Linked DNA regions of Macaca mulatta: region 1 is linked to region 2. The links are chromatin contacts, called in public Hi-C maps. All regions are on one chromosome and are shown on one strand. The core of a region is the stretch at or near the end of the contact, and the rest is flanking DNA. Distances in the headings are between cores, read along the strand shown. Region 1 holds the start of C16H17orf107 (chromosome 16 C17orf107 homolog). Region 2 holds the start of PLD2 (phospholipase D2).

What was found. Hi-C and Micro-C count contacts between places; a contact is called where the count stands out from the background.
Region 1: a contact with region 2 is called in a Hi-C map of blood, with 3 times the contacts expected there. The contact joins the promoter of C16H17orf107 here to the promoter of PLD2 in region 2. A contact is called at or near these places in 5 of 14 Hi-C or Micro-C datasets (CD4 T cells, blood, fetal cortical plate and 2 more).

The regions. Positions count from the first base shown.
Region 1 is chr16:6,438,289-6,443,034 of T2T-MMU8v2.0, forward strand. C16H17orf107 (chromosome 16 C17orf107 homolog) reads left to right here and starts at 2,718. Exons shown (of 3, transcript XM_077970082.1): 1 at 2,718-3,014; 2 at 3,116-3,686; 3 at 3,782-4,746. The coding sequence starts at 2,898. The coding sequence ends at 3,822. CHRNE (cholinergic receptor nicotinic epsilon subunit) reads right to left here. Exons shown (of 13, transcript XM_077970053.1): 6 at 4,732-4,746; 7 at 4,224-4,424; 8 at 4,027-4,141; 9 at 2,650-2,764; 10 at 2,381-2,567; 11 at 2,189-2,295; 12 at 1,891-2,079; 13 at 1,247-1,799. The coding sequence ends at 1,924. It overlaps MINK1 (misshapen like kinase 1), which reads left to right. Exons shown (of 32, transcript XM_077969862.1): 32 at 392-1,243. The coding sequence ends at 475.
Region 2 is chr16:6,342,264-6,347,010 of T2T-MMU8v2.0, forward strand. PLD2 (phospholipase D2) reads left to right here and starts at 1,765. Exons shown (of 25, transcript XM_077969938.1): 1 at 1,765-1,817; 2 at 2,371-2,480; 3 at 2,582-2,712; 4 at 2,873-3,015; 5 at 3,698-3,803; 6 at 3,895-3,960; 7 at 4,092-4,150; 8 at 4,290-4,382; 9 at 4,476-4,628. The coding sequence starts at 2,372. It overlaps LOC106993866, which reads right to left and starts at 1,599. Exons shown (of 2, transcript XR_013405987.1): 1 at 1,491-1,599.

The sequences.
Region 1 (4,746 bases), core at 1,468-3,967, 97 kb after region 2:
GAGTCTCCTTCCCTCTGAACGGCCTGCCGTCCCGGCTGCTGTGACCCCAGGCCCCTGGGCAGAGGTCTGGGGAGAGGATGGTCGTGGTGTCTCCCTGAAAGCGGGCCCCTCTGGGAGTTCGGAAGGAAGGCAGCCACTACCACTGCCCTGCGCTCCCTTCAGTTCTGAGGACTTTCCAGCTGGCGCCCAGGGGGCTGGTAGTGCACCCTCTCCCCTAACATCCTGGCCTTTCCTCTGGGTGAGGGGCCCTGTGAGTCTCCTCCTGCAGTCTCTCTCTCCCCCTCACCTCTTCTGCCACCCCTTCTTCCCTTCTCCCCGCTTCTTCCCCTCTCCCAGTTCATTGAGACCCCTGACCCCAGCCCGTGGTGACTCCTTCTCTTGCCCCACCCAGGTGTTTTTTGCCTCAGTCCGCTCTGGGGGCAGCAGCCAAGTTTACTTCATGACTCTGAACCGTAACTGCATCATGAACTGGTGACGGGGCCCTGGGCTGGGGCTGTCCCACACTGGACCCAGCTCTCCCCCTGCAGCCAGGCTTCCTGGGCCGCCCCTCTTTCCCCTCCCTGGGCTTTTGCTTTTACTGGTTTGATTCACTGGAGCCTGCTGGGAACGTGACCTCTGACCCCTGATGCTTTCGTGATCACGTGACCATCCTCTTCCCCAACATGTCCTCTTCCCAAAACTGTGCCTGTCCCCAGCTTCCGGGGAGGGACACAGCTTCCCCTTCCCAGGAATTGAGTGGGCATAGCCCCTTCCCCCTTTTCTCCATTTAAGAGGAGAGTGCTTGGGGCTTGAACCCCTTACCCCACTGCTGCTGACTGGGCAGGGCCCTGGACCCCTTTATTTGCACGTCAGGGGAGCCGGCTCCCCCCTTGAATGTACCAGACCCTGGGGGGGGTCACTGGGCCCTAGATTTTTGGGGGGTCACCAGCCACTCCAGGGGCAGGGACCATTTCTTCATTTTCTGAAAGCACTTTAATGATTCCCCTTTCCCCAAACTCCAGGGAATGGAGGGGGGACCCCGCCAGCCAAAACGTTCCCCCCTTTCCCAACCCCCATCTCCTCCTCTTCTAGCCCATGCCCTTCCCCGTGGAGGGAGGGAGCAGGGAGCCCTCACTCTCCACGCCCCTTGCTTGCATCTGTATATAGTGTGAGCAGCAAGTAACCCTCCTCCTCCCTCCCCCCACCCCTCCTCAATGTAGTGGCCTTGGATATCCTGTTTGTTAATAAAGACAATTCAACCAGCTCCCACCATGCAGGCCCCATTTTATTGCTTTCTCTCAGTCCTGTATACTAGGCAGAGAGCGCCTCCAGGGTGCAGAAGAAAGGGGCAGGGTGGGCTGGGATCTGCAATGAGTGAGCCTCATGGGGGTTGGGATGGGCAGTGCTGGGCCAAGAAAACCTAGAAGAAATGACTGCAGGAGGACCAGGGCAGCCTCAGCCCTAAACTTGTGGGCCAGAGGGCCACCGGCACTGAAGGGGTTTGGTTCCCACCAGCTCCAGCAGAGCCAGACCAGGGAAGAAGAGGGTTTCCTGGCTCCAGCCTCCCTATGTGCAAGTCCTGCAAAGGGGTCTCCTGTCTGGCTCTGAGATGAACAAAGGCAGCTCACAAGCTGGCAGCCTCCAGAGTCCCCTGGGGCTGGGCCTGAGAAAGGCTGGGAGGTCAGCAAGGCTGAATGAAGGGCAGTCCTTGCTTTCTGGAACACTGGCACCTGAGAGCCTGTGTGAATCGTTTCCTCCTGCTGACCCCTGGACTGGGGCCAGGCCTACACACACCAAGGGGTGGGCACACACCATTCTTCCTGTAAAGTTCACAAAATACAGATTGATCAGCCGTGGGAAGGGATCATAATGCCGCGGTGGCGGCAGCCTTTTTCAAAATCAGTTTCCTACTGGAGATGGGTGGGAAGTTGAAGTCGGTGCGCACTAAGGCTGGATACACGGCGGGTACGGGAGATCAGGCACTCGGTTGAAGTAGGCCCCGAGGAAGATGAGGCTGGAGCCCACGCTGAAGAGCACCAGAGCGGCCCAGAAGCAGATGTTGTCAAGGGCATTCCCCATGCGCACCCAGTCGGACACTTCCTGGGGAAGGGATGGCACAGTCAGTAAAGAGGCAGCTGCTGGAGCCAGCTGCATGGGAGACAGTGGGGGGCCTCTGCCGCGCTCCACCCGCCTCTGGCTCCCGTCCCACCTCGCCGGTGGCCTCCTGATCTCTCGTGCTCTCGGCCACGAAGTTCACGGCATCCACACAGCAGCGGACCTCGGGGGCGGCGGCGCCCAGGCTCTGGCAGAAGGCAGCTGGCGGGGAAAACACCGGGGTGGGCCGTTAGGAGCCTCCCCCGTGGCAGGCACCCCCCGCAGCCCGCCGGGCCACTGTGCTCACCCGTCCAGGTCCCGTGCCGGTGCCTCTGCCCCTCAAACACGAGCTCGCTCCGCGGCTTTTTTAGTATCAGCTCCTCCGCGCGGAGCAATAAGCCCACAGACGACGCCCGCCTTGGAGGCGAGGCGGCTCGGGGAGCCTCGGGGGGCGGCGGGGAGCCCAGCAGGCGCGGCAGCAGCTCCAGGAGAACCTGGGTTAGAGGCGGGGCTTAGGGGGCGGGGTTAGTAGTAAGCTCCACCCCCACCGGGCCGCACCGGCCCCTCCGCACTTACGTGGCGCAGCCGCGGGGACATGCTGTGGGTCGTGGGCGTCCGCAGGGACACGTTGAGCACGATGACGCAATTCATGACAATGAGCGTGGCGACCACCATGACGAAAATAAGGAACCTGAGAAGCCCACAATGCGTGACATCACCGCTCCCCCTCCCAGCTACGGAAGGTGCCACGCGCTCTCTGACCTCACAAACACGGCTTCTCCTGGCACGGGTTGGTTACGCCCTCCAGCTGCGACCCCTGCGCGATGACAGACGCATCCCCCAGCCCTTCTCCCGTCCTACCACTTGTGGCAGCCATGAAGGGAACCCCCAGCTCCCTGGACACCCTGATGTGGATCTACCACTTCCACAGCTCCACCGAGGTGAGGCTACGCCCGCCGAGGGCAGCACCTCGACACTTTCTGGGTAGGTCTCCTGCGCGCCCTGTGACCCTTGCCCTGCTACTGCTCTGCTCCATCTCCAGGTGGCCCTCCAGCCCCCACTTCTGTCTTCCCTGGAACTCTCCGTGGCCGCAGCCCATGAATATCTGGAGCAGAGGTTCAGAGAGCTGAAATCCCTGGAGCCACCGGAGCTGAATATGCAGGGGATGCTGCCTGCCCCGAAGCCCACCCTGGGGCTGGTGTTAAGAGAAGCCGCAGCCAGCCTCGTGAGCTTCGGCGCCACCTTGTTAGAGGTGGGGTACTGGGGGGCTCAGGATACGCGGCAATCTGGCAGCGGGAGCAAGGACCTCTGCCTCCCCGCTAACCCCTGTGCTCCCATTGCAGATCTCAGCCCTGTGGCTGCAGCAGGAGGCGCGGCGACTAGACAGCAGCGCGGGCCCAGCCCCAGACGGCGGGGATCCGGGTGCAGCTCTGAGCCGGGTAGCCCAGGCCGCGGGGCAGGGGACTCGGCAAGCTGGGGCTGCGATGGGCGCCGGCGCCCGGCTTCTAGTCCAGGGAGCGTGGCTATGCCTGTGTGGACGGGGTCTGCAGGGGTCTGCCTCATTCCTGCGACAGTGGCAACAGCAGCTAGGCCTCGGAATCCCCGGAGAACCAGTGAGCTCGGGATGCGGGGTGAGTTGGGGGCCAGAGGCGGCGGCGGCGGCGGCGGCGGGGCTAGGGAGGCACTGAGCCGGACCGTCCCTCAACAGAGCTACTCAGGAGACCTCCAGGTGACGTCCAGCAGCAGTGAGGAGGACGGCAGACCAGGGACTCCATCCCCGTCCCAGCCCCACCCGGCGTCCGAATAAAGCCCAGGGCGGGGCGAGACAGCCAGAGCTTCTCCCGGGGTCTCTGGGTTTTGGCCACGCCCCCACCCGACAACCCCCCTTGGCCCCGCCCTTCACACTGGCCACGCCCCCGCGGGGGTCACCGCCCAGACCTGCTCCGCCCTTACCTGCCCAGGAGCGGCACGCTCAGAGACGTCTCTGGGATTTTCTGGGCAATGAGGAACAAGAAGACGGTCTGGGCGAGCAGGACGTTGATGGAGACCGTGCATTTCTGGCCGCCGGCTGGAGGGAGAGCCGGTGAGAGCGGGCCCCGCCTCCCGGGAGCGACCCCGGGTTTGGGTGTGGGTTCGGGGCCACTGCTTACCCTGCGCCGGCAGGAAGTAGGCGAGAAGCACCAGGCCCGAGATGAGCACACAGGGCACGATGATGTTAATGACGTAGAACAGCGGCTTCCGGCGGATGATGAGCGAGTAGACGACGTCAGTCTCCCCTGGGCCGTCGGTGGCGCCACTGTCGTGGCGGCGGATCACCCCCGGGCAGTAATCGATGGCCCACTCGCCGTTCTCTGCGGGACGCGGGCAGGGTCAGCCGGCTGACGGCGGGCTGAAGAGGAGGCTGCGGCTGTCTGCACCAGGGTCATGGGCCGTCAGGGTGGGGGCAATTCGGGCAGAAAAGGGCATTCTCTTTGAGGGTATGGAAAGCCAGAAGGCAGGACTAGAGTAACAATCGAGAATGATTTCAGGACAGGGGTAAGCTAAACCCGGTTGCGGAAGTCATCCTCCAGTGGCATTGGTCTGGGGCAAGCCCACCCTGGAAGTCCCCTCTCTGGACCCCGTCTAGAAGCGGGTTTTTCTGAGCAGGCGGGGCTTCACCAGTATAGGCCTCAG
Region 2 (4,747 bases), core at 515-3,014:
GCAGATCACTTGAGGTCTGGAGTTTGAGACCAGCCTGGCCAACATGGTGAAACCTGTCTCTACTAAAAATACAAAAATTAGCAGGAAAGCCCTTGAACCCAGAAGGGGGAGGTTGCAGTGAGCCGAGATCGTGCCACTGCTCTACAGCATGGGCAACAAGAGTGAGACTCTGTCTCAAAAAAAAAAAAATAAATAAATATTAGCAAAAGACTGAATAGGCACTTTATAAAAGAATGCAGGCCGGGCGCGGTGGCTCAAGCCTGTAATCCCAGCACTTTGGGAGGCCGAGACGGGCGGATCACGAGGTCAGGAGATCGAGACCATCCTGGCTAACACGGTGAAACCCCGTCTCTAATAAAAAAATACAAAAAAAAAAAAAAAAAAACTAGCCGGGCGAGGTGGCGGGTGCCTGTAGTCCCAGCTACTTGGGAGGCTGAGGCAGGAGAATGGCGTGAACCCGGGAGGCGGAGCTTGCAGTGAGCCGAGATCTGGCCATTGCACTCCAGCCTGGGAGACACAGCAAGACTCCGTCTCAAAAAAAAAAAAAAAAGAATGCATACAAATGGCCAAATGGCCAATCAGCACATGAAACATGGTCAATATCATTGATCTCCAGATAAATGCAAATCAAATTGCAATGGTGTGCCTATGACATCCATTCAATGGCCAACGCTAAAGATTTAGAATATCAAATGTTGGCTATGCCATAGAATAACTGGAACCACCATACACTGATTTTGGAAATCTAGACTGTAACAACCATTTCAAAAAAAATCGTGTGATAGTTTCTTATAAGTTAAACATACACTTACATGATCCAACAACTCCACTCGCTAGTTACCCAAGATAAAGGAAAACTATCCACACAAAGACAGGGATGTTTACAGGAGCTAAAACAACGGGCAAAACTGGAAACACACATGTCTATCAAAAGAAGAGAAAAATAAATCTGCTTTTTAAAAAAGATTGAAATCTCTTGTATTTTAATACCCGAAAAAATTTTATTTCCCCCCTAGACTGTCAATTCCAGCTGAGCAGGCTCCGTAACCATCTTATTTACTACCATACGCTCAGTGTCTGGCAAGGAGTAAGCGCGCAATACATGTTTGGTGAATGAATGAAAGAATGCCCGCTTTCTTACACTAATGGGTTTGTAGCCACCACCCCTCGGGCCTTTTACGCCCTCATTCCTTCCAGGTACAAACGCTATCTGGGCTAGGTCGAACGTGGCTCGCAGCGAGTCTGGGAGAGGGGCACCCACCGGCAGCTCCCGCAGCGGAGGCGCGTGTCCCCGGGGGCCGAGGCAGCGCCCGCGGCTGGAGGGGCCCGGGGCGGGAGCCGAGCGGAAGGATGCGCGCAGCGCGGGGTGCCCCGGCGGGCGGCGGGCGGCGGGCGGCGGGCGGCGGGCGGCGGGCGGCGGGCGGCGGGCGGGCACGCTGGGACCGACGGCGCGGAAAGCCCCGACGCTTTGCAGCACTTGCCGGTCTCACCGAGAGAGCTGCGCGGCCCCGCGGCCCTGCAGAGCACAGTGCAGCCCCCGGGCTCCCGGTGGTGCGCGGGGCGGCGGGGCGGCGGGGCGGCGGGGCGGCGGGGCGGCGGGGCGGCGGGGCGGCGGGGCGGGCCGAGGGCGGCGGGGGCGGGACAGGACAGACGAGAATCCCGCGGAGGTGAGGCCGGGGGCCGTCCCGCCCCCGAGGGCAGGCCCTGAGCCCCAGCCCCGCCCCGGCCTGCTGGGGCGTGGGCTCCGGCTGCGGCTCCGGCTCCGCTCTGCTCGCTTGGCTCCGGAACCCGCGCGGGCGCTGGCTCCGTCTGCCAGGGTGAGGCGGCCGGGAAGGGGCGCGCTGGGGTCCCCGGTCCCGGGAATCGGGCGGGGACGGAAAGGGCTCGGGCTGCGGAGCCTCCAGACTCAGTCGCACGCTCAGATTTCGGGGTTTCTCCCCTCGGCGGGGATCGCGTAACTTCCTCATTCCTGCCTGGACCCCTGCCCCCGGCCCGCCTGGCCTGGCGTAAGCCCCGTAGCCCCGCGCTCTCCCGACCACCCGGGGCCGCTTCCCCGCGCAGCTGCTGTGGCGCCCCAGGTCGGAGCCTTCCGGGCCTGGCTGGGTGTTCCCCGGGTCTCTGGTTACGGGACGGGGCGGGGGTCGGGGAGCGGGACTGGGACTGGGATTGTGGATGAAGGACTAAGATAGCGGATGGGGGCTCGAAGGGGTCGGTGGGGCGTTGCAAACTGGTCGGTCGTCATCAGCGGGCGGTCAGGAGTCTGTGGGGGAAGAGGAGGACCTGGAAGAGATGGAGGACCTGCAGGAGTTAGGATGGGGGGGCGGGTGCTGCAGGGCAACTCGCCTCCCTGAGGATTCCCTATATTCCTAGGATGATGGCGACCCCTGAGAGCCTCTTCCCCACTGGGGACGAACTGGACTCCAGCCAGCTCCAGATGGAGTCCGATGAGGTGGACACTCTGAGGGAGGGAGAGGACCCAGGTACACAGGGAATATGGATGGCCCTCGGGGAGGAGAGGCGTGGGGAGCCAGGGGGCTGGGGCCTGTGGGGGTCTACACTCCTCGACTTTCTTTCTTCCCAGCCGACCGGATGCACCCGTTTCTGGCCACCTATGAGCTTCAGCCTCTGAAAGTGCACCCCTTGGTGTTCGCACCTGGGGTCCCTGTCACAGCCCAGGTGGTGGGCACCGAAAGATACACCAGCGGATCCAAGGTGGCCAGACTGGCCCCAGGGAGGGGGAAAGGGAGGGCGGCCTGGAATGGATCCAAGGTGGCTGGGCTGGCCCCAGGGAAGAGGGAAAGGGAGAGCTGGCCAGAGTGGGGAGGCGGGGACTCAACACGGGGGTCATCCATTCAGTTCCTCACACCCCTAGGTAGGAACCTGCACTCTGTATTCTGTCCGCTTGACTCACGGCGACTTTACCTGGACAACCAAGAAGAAGTTCCGTCATTTTCAGGAGCTGCATCGGGACCTCCTGAGACACAAAGTCTTGATGAGTCTGCTCCCTCTGGCTCGGTAAGGGGAATCAGACTGAGTCCTGTAGAGGGCAGGTGCCCCCCACCCTCCTTTCTGCCTGTCTCACCCCCAGGCCACAATCTTTCCTCCCTGCAACTCTGGCCACTGGGCCCCTCCCCTGACCCCAGTTACCAGGAAACTTTCCCTGCTCAGCTTTCCCTGTCCATGGTTCTGTGCCAGCATCTCAGCTGGGCGGGATGCCCAAAATACTCTTGGCAGCCTCACCCTTTTCTAGTCTCCATTCCCAGGGTAGGGGGCCTTCCTTTTGCCAGACTCTAGGACTTTTGCTTGGTTTTTGTTTTTGTTTTGGACAAGGTCTCCCTCTGTCACCCAGGCTAGAGTGCACTGGTATGATCTTGGCTCATGTCAACCTCCTGGGCTCAAGCAACCCTCCTACTTCAGCCTCCCGAGTAGCTGGGACCACAGCCACCACACCCAACTAATTTTTGTATATTTTGTAGAGATGGGGTGCTGTTGTGTTGCCCAGGCTGGTCTTAAATTCCTGAGCTCAAGTGATCCACCTGCTGCAGCCTCCCCAAGTGCCGGGATTCCAGGCATGAGCCACCACACCTGGCCACCTCCAGGCCTCTTCTTTTCCTCCAAGCCCCATCTCCAGTGTTTTCAGGAACCAGAGCACCCAGCCTCCCAGCTCTTACCTGAACCTCATCCATCCTTTCCACAGTTTTGCCGTTGCCTATTCTCCAGCCCAAGATGCAGCCAACAGAGAGATGCCCTCTCTACCCCGGGCAGGTCCTGAGGGCTCTACCAGACATGCAGCCAGCAAACAGGTGGGACCAGATGCCAGGTCCTCTGGGAAGGCATTGGATGTGCAAATGACTCTGGTCCCATCTGTCTCTTTCTCTCTCATCTCCACTTTAGAAATACCTGGAGAATTACCTCAACCGCCTCTTGACCATGTCTTTCTATCGCAACTACCATGCCTTGGTAAGGTCCAGGAGCTGATTTTAGATGTGGAGCAGGATCATCAGACCCTCAGGGGGAGGAGGGCCAGGGGCCCCAGGGTCTGAGGAGCTGAAAGCCAGGTATCTCCTCTGGCCTTTTGTTTTCCTCTGCAGACAGAATTCCTGGAAGTCAGTCAGCTGTCCTTTATCCCAGACCTGGGCTGCAAAGGGCTGTGAGTGTCTGGCCCCCTTCACCCAGGCATCTGTAGACATCCCTCTTAATTTCTCCCTGCCTGAGAATGGGGCAAGCAGTGCAGGGTGGGCTGGGGGTCTGGAGTCCTCATCCAGCCTCTCTTCCTGATTGCCCCACAGGGAGGGGACGATCCGGAAGCGCTCAGGTGGCCACCGCGTTCCTGGCCTCACCTGCTGTGGCCGAGACCAAGTTTGTTATCGCTGGTCCAAGAGGTAAGGGCTATGGCCGAGCAGCTGGGCAGTGGGTGGGGGTGAGGAATAAAATTTCGAGGGCAGAGAGGAACACAGGGAGCCCTTCTGCTCTAGGTGGCTGGTGGTGAAGGACTCCTTCCTGCTGTACATGTGCCTCGAGACGGGTGCCATCTCATTTGTTCAGCTCTTTGACCCCGGCTTTGAGGTGCAGGTGGGGAAAAGGAGCACGGAGGCACGGTACGGAGTGCGGATCGACACCTCCCACAGGTGAGGCCTCCCTGGGGTGAGAGACACCGGCTGAGTGGTGAGCCAGCCTGCAGCCCTGCTGGGGGTTGAGTAAGAGAGACCACAGTAGAGAGGAAGGCTGTTCCACCTCCCGGGATCCG